2 separate regions of the Pan troglodytes genome follow, and region 2 is linked to region 1. Evidence: chromatin contacts called from public Hi-C data. All regions are on one chromosome and are shown on one strand. Each heading gives the region's core, a stretch centred on a gene start, on an enhancer-like site or on the middle of the called end of the contact. The rest is flanking DNA. Distances are from core to core; before and after follow the strand shown.

What was found. Hi-C and Micro-C count contacts between places; a contact is called where the count stands out from the background.
Region 2: a contact with region 1 is called in a Hi-C map of stem cell-derived neural progenitor cells, with 2.4 times the contacts expected there. The contact joins the enhancer-like site here to the promoter of ETV6 in region 1. A contact is called at or near these places in 1 of 7 Hi-C or Micro-C datasets (stem cell-derived neural progenitor cells) and 1 of 1 datasets of contacts at active chromatin or transcription factors (stem cell-derived excitatory neurons).

The regions. Positions count from the first base shown.
Region 1 is chr10:18,799,244-18,801,763 of NHGRI_mPanTro3-v2.0_pri, reverse strand. It overlaps ETV6 (ETS variant transcription factor 6), which reads right to left and starts at 1,265. Exons shown (of 6, transcript XM_054664080.2): 1 at 789-1,265. The coding sequence starts at 821.
Region 2 is chr10:19,027,393-19,029,912 of NHGRI_mPanTro3-v2.0_pri, reverse strand. All of the region lies in intron 5 of ETV6 (ETS variant transcription factor 6), which reads right to left. Among named protein-coding and RNA genes, the nearest start is that of BCL2L14, 170 kb to the left of the region's middle. Within about 2 kb of position 1,257, at least 12 of the 24 cell types and tissues checked have an H3K27ac peak or open chromatin away from gene starts, as enhancers often do. A contact at or near this core is called in stem cell-derived neural progenitor cells, where this site is marked.

The DNA of each region.
Region 1 (2,520 bases), core at 16-2,515:
ACATCTACCGCCCTGCATTTACAGAGTGCTGCTTAGATAGCCTCTCTGCACTGTCAAACACAGAAGGTCATTTTGCCTGGTTGCTTAGTTCTTCCTCTCCCTCCATCACAGGAGTTTTCTACTTTGGGATTGCTCAACTTTCATATGGATCGGAGTAAAATAACTATTCAGCAACTTTATTCACCTTGGTTTTAAAAAAAAATTCATTGTGCAATGCCTAGGAAAAGCTGACACCAGGACTGTCTCTCCGACAGCGCTTGCAATTACAATCAGACGAGGGGGAAAAAAATCCTGTCTGATCAGACCCAGAGAGTCCTTTAAAAGAATAAAAAGATTCTATCGCAGTGGAAACTGAAGAACTTTTTTTCTAAGACGACCACCCCTCGGGAACAAAAGTTATATTTCAGTCACATGTTGGGTGTAGGAATAGGGAGCAGGTTTTTTTTTTTTTTTTTTTTTTTTTTTTTTTAAGCGCACTAATTACGGGGGTGTTTTACGGTTCTGGAGACAATCCGGGTTGCTCTGACCAATTGTGACCGGCATTTCATTGTCAAAAAGCAAGGGGGTGGGGGCCGAGGAGCCGGCAGGGGCTCGGCGAGGGGGGAGTAGCAAGGTTACCCTAAAGGGTACAGCAGCCGCCGCGAGCTGCATCTCCTTCCCTCGCGCCCCAAATAATTTCCTGCGAACAGAGCAACTGCAACAGCCCGCTCTGAGGAGCCCAGCACGACTGCCCTGGCCGGTGCAGCTCAGGGTTTCCACCACGTAGAAGGAGGGGAGAAGATTTTTACCTTAATGCTACACTGAGCAGGAGTCTCAGACATGTCTCACAGCGAGAGAGATCAGGAAGTTCTCAGGTTTTTTCCACTTTCCTTTCCTCTCCCCAACCCAGAAAGGCTCCACGGCCAGCCAGACGCGGTCATTTAAGAAGTTTCTTCCAGCATCTCTCCCGGCAGCCGCCCCGGGGGTCTGGAGCGCGCGGGGCGGGGCGGCCGGCGGAGTTGGGCGCGCGGGGCGGCGGGGGCGTGGGAGCCGGGCCCGAGCGCGGCGGCGGGGTCTGCAGGTCGCGGCGCGGGGACCCGGGACGCAGCCCGGCCGGCCTCCCGGTCTCTCCTCCCACCCGCAGCCGGCGCCCCCGCCCCCCGCCCTCCCGCGGCTCTCCCTCGCTCTCTCGAATGTTTTCCTTCCTGGAAGAGAGAAACTGAAAGGCAGAACTGAGAAAGCGCTTTGCTCATTGATCTTGAGAGTTTCAGTGCAGAAACTGACGTGAATTCCCAGCACTGAGCTCTGCCTCTTAAAGGAGCCACCAGGAAATAAAAGCTCGGGTTACAGCCCGGCATCAGGGAAATAAAAGCTGCGCGGGGGAGGGGCGGCCGCGGGGGCGCGGGCGGAGGAAACCCGGGTAGCGGGGCCGCGTGGGGCCGCGGCGGCGAGCGGGGCGAGCGGCGCAGCCCCCCAGGCCGGCCCCCGGTGCGGGCGCCCGCCCTCCACGCCGCGAGACCTCCCGCTGGCCGAGCCAATTTCCGGGCTTAAGGAAGACACCTTTAAAAAACGTTACACTGTGGCCCCAGACACCACAAAACAGGTTTTATTAAACTCCTCCCACCTCCCCTGGCTCCGACTCTTGGATACATCGATGTGCACAAGGGTTTTGAAACGTTTCACTAAGCGCAGATGCAACGAAAGTAATTATCTATGAAGGGCCATTCCGGTTAGGACGCGGAATCCGAAGGAGGAAATAAAACAATAGCCTTTGTTCTGCTTCTCGACCGCTGCCTCTTTAAGAGAATCCACCAGGAAATGGGAGATCGGGTTACAGCCTGCACACGGGGAAATGTGGGGAGAGCGGGCGCCCGAGCGCGACGCCGGAGACAAAGCCGGGGCGGCCGCGCCGCAGACGCTGGGGGACCGTCGGGCGGGGGGATTCCCGGGGAAGGTGGGCGCCCCGGAAAGAGGTGGCGCCACGCGCCCGCTCGGGGATGCGGCGGCCGCGGGCGCTTCCCGAGCCGAGCACGCGCTCCGGGAAGGGAAGGCTGCAGGGCAGTTATCAAAGGCAGCTGAGTTCCTTTTCCTGACCTCCCCCTCCTGTTTCGAAATCCACTGCCCTTTTAAAGAAATAGCGGCCGCTACCAACCGAAATAGGTGACTCGACTACAAAGTTGGCAGGACGTGTTCCTGCAGATAATACCCCTCCCCAGGACCGCTTCTCTGAAACCGTCATTGGCCGGTTGATTAGATGGCCCTGGGATCCTGCAGGGGGAGGAATATTTGGTTGGAAAAGCAGTTGAGGGGGGTTAAGGCCGTTGGGGCTGAAGGGTCTAGCCCTGAGCACAAGTGATCTGATCACTCTATTATTTTTATTATTATTTACACTCTCTTAAAGTGTCCACCACAAAAAACTGAGAACATTATCATTATACTTAAATTCTAACCTTGTTAGCACATATTGGGGGTTTAATATGTGGATGTGTAATGTAAAAGGAAATTTGTTATAATTTCTTAATAGAGTAATATATTAAATAT
Region 2 (2,520 bases), core at 8-2,507, 230 kb before region 1:
ATATTTTAAAGAAATTTCCACTATTTGGATTTTCTTTTCCATGAGAAGTAGTTTATGAAAGTGTTTAGCCCAGTTCCCTCTCCTTCCTGCTGGGTGAGGTACCCTCGGTATCCGCCGCTAAAGGCATTGTAAAAAATCCCTTCCTGTGGTTAAGGAGAAATATTTTCACTCCCACGTCTGTCTCTTACCAGAGACTCATTGTATAAACTTATTGAGCAGAGATTGTAAAAAGATGGGCAATTCACACATAACCAACATGGTTTCTAAAGAAAAAAACCACGCTAGACAAAACTGATGCCTTAAAAAACTTTGAGCAGGAAAGTCAAATTATTGACATAGGGAATGTTTAATTATTGTGGTTAATTTAAATTTCAGGAAAGCTTCTAAGAAAGTCATTTTATGTTGTTTTAACTGCCCAAGTGGAATTTTAAAGAAGGCCTGCAAATGACAGTGCCATGGGCATAATTACCAGAAGAGAGGCTGAGTGTCCCTGTTACATTTTTTGAAATTTATTACCTAAAAATTAATATATTTCCAGTTCAGCAACAAAACACGCAAAGTAGCATATGAAATAAAAAGTTGCTACTAAGCTTTACAAATATGGTTCTGAACTGGGGGCATGTGGCAATATCTGGAGGCATTTCTGGTTGTCACACTGGGGTGCAGGGTGCTCCTAGCATCTAGTGGGTAGAGGCCAGTGATGCTGCTCAATCTCTTACAATATACTAAGCAACCCCACAAATTATTATGTGGCCCAAATATCAATAGTGTTGAGAAACCCTGCTTAGAGAAACACGGTTTACAACATTCAGGGGGCCATCTGCTGCTTGTTTTTTTTTTTTTTCCCCCTCCTCCTCCTCTATTCTAGATCAGCCATTACCTAGAAGCAGAAAGTTGGTCAATCCAGTGCAGCCAGGTGTGTGTTGATACGCAGAGGTGTGTTTACAATGGGCAGTTGCTTGTGCTTTGCCGTGGCTTAGGAAAACAGAAAACATATGTGCACGGTGGCACGCTGGGGGAGGGAGAAGTGGAGGCAAATAATACAAAAATCTACGCTTCCTGGCTTCCTGGCTTCCTGGCTTCCTGGGGCAGAAGAACCACAGCTGCAAATGAGGCTGGACCTTTTCACCTGTGATTACATAAGGTGTGGAGAAGGCTGGGAAACACCGGTATGCGAAACTCACACCCTGCAGCTGAGATCCAGCCCGCAGTTAGAACCTAATAAGGCCCAGCCTCCGCTTTGCTCAGGTGTGGGTGCAGCCTGGGAATTCACATCCAGGGACTGCAGGGAGGTAGGACTCTGTATTACAGCACTGTGCGCCCTTACGCAAACTGGAATTTCCAGTCTCCTCAAGCCCCTTCTATTATTGTCCATTCAGACACCATGCTGTTGATGTTTTTTATCTTTTAAAAACATTGTCCTGAAACTTCCTTCTCTTTTAGGGCTCTTTGATTTCTCAGTTGTTCACACTGAAAATAATAAAGTGCAGTGACTCAGCCGCTGGGAATATTCCTGCTGGAGTGGTGGCTCCTCCCCTCCCCAGTGCTCATCTTATTCATCCCCTCCAAATATGGACAGCAGGCAAAGCTTCAGGGAGGGGAAGCAGGAGCACAAAAGTAAATCTCCAAGGAAATAAGAAAACAGAGGTGGCCTTGAAGGGCACCCCACACAGGCCTTCCCTGTCAGTGCCCTGCGTGGCTCTGCAGGCAGTCGTGCTGGCTGTACCCACAGCTCCCACACAGTCCCTCTCAGATGGGCAGGATGGCAGCTCAGCAGTGAGGCAGGGGGGGACAGTGACACGTAGCAATTAACTTTCTTGTGCCATGCATTCACATGTTGTCTCATTAACAGTCAAAAGGGCCCAGAAATGGGTATTACTATTCTCAATATTACAGATAAGGAAAGAAGGGCTCAGGGACATTATGCACCTGCTTGGGAGTCAAGAACCGGATTCCAGTCATGGTGACTTCGCCATCCAAGCTTTTGCCACAGGCCCACACTGCTTCCCTAGGACTGTTCGGGGCCATCTGTCTCCAGGAGCTCTTGAGGGTACTGGGCTACAGAGGTCTACAGAAGGGCATCCCCCTGAGACAGTGTGGGAGGAAGCGGCTCTTTCACCTGGTACTAAAACACTGGAATCCCTGTGGCTTCTGGGGACATCCCACAACCCTATCTTTTCTTTCCTGCAAACACAGATATTTATGCACAGATGCATGTGTGCGAAGGTGCACATGTGTCTGCACACCCCACACCTTCCAACAAAGGCCGAGGGCTGAGACTTGCCCCCAGCACTTTCATGCAATCCCTTCACGCTTCTCTTTTACGAGGTCTTTTAGCTGTCAAGGCTGCTCCTGAGGCTCATGTACAAAAAAAAAAAAAAAAAGTCTATAGGCTTCCTTTGAAACAAATTCACAGCAGCATTAAACACTGTGGGAGGAAGTGGAGACAGAAGCAAGATGCCGGAATACAGTGACTTCTCCCAGTCCTTGAAGACCCTGAGGACAAGCCTCAAACTGCTT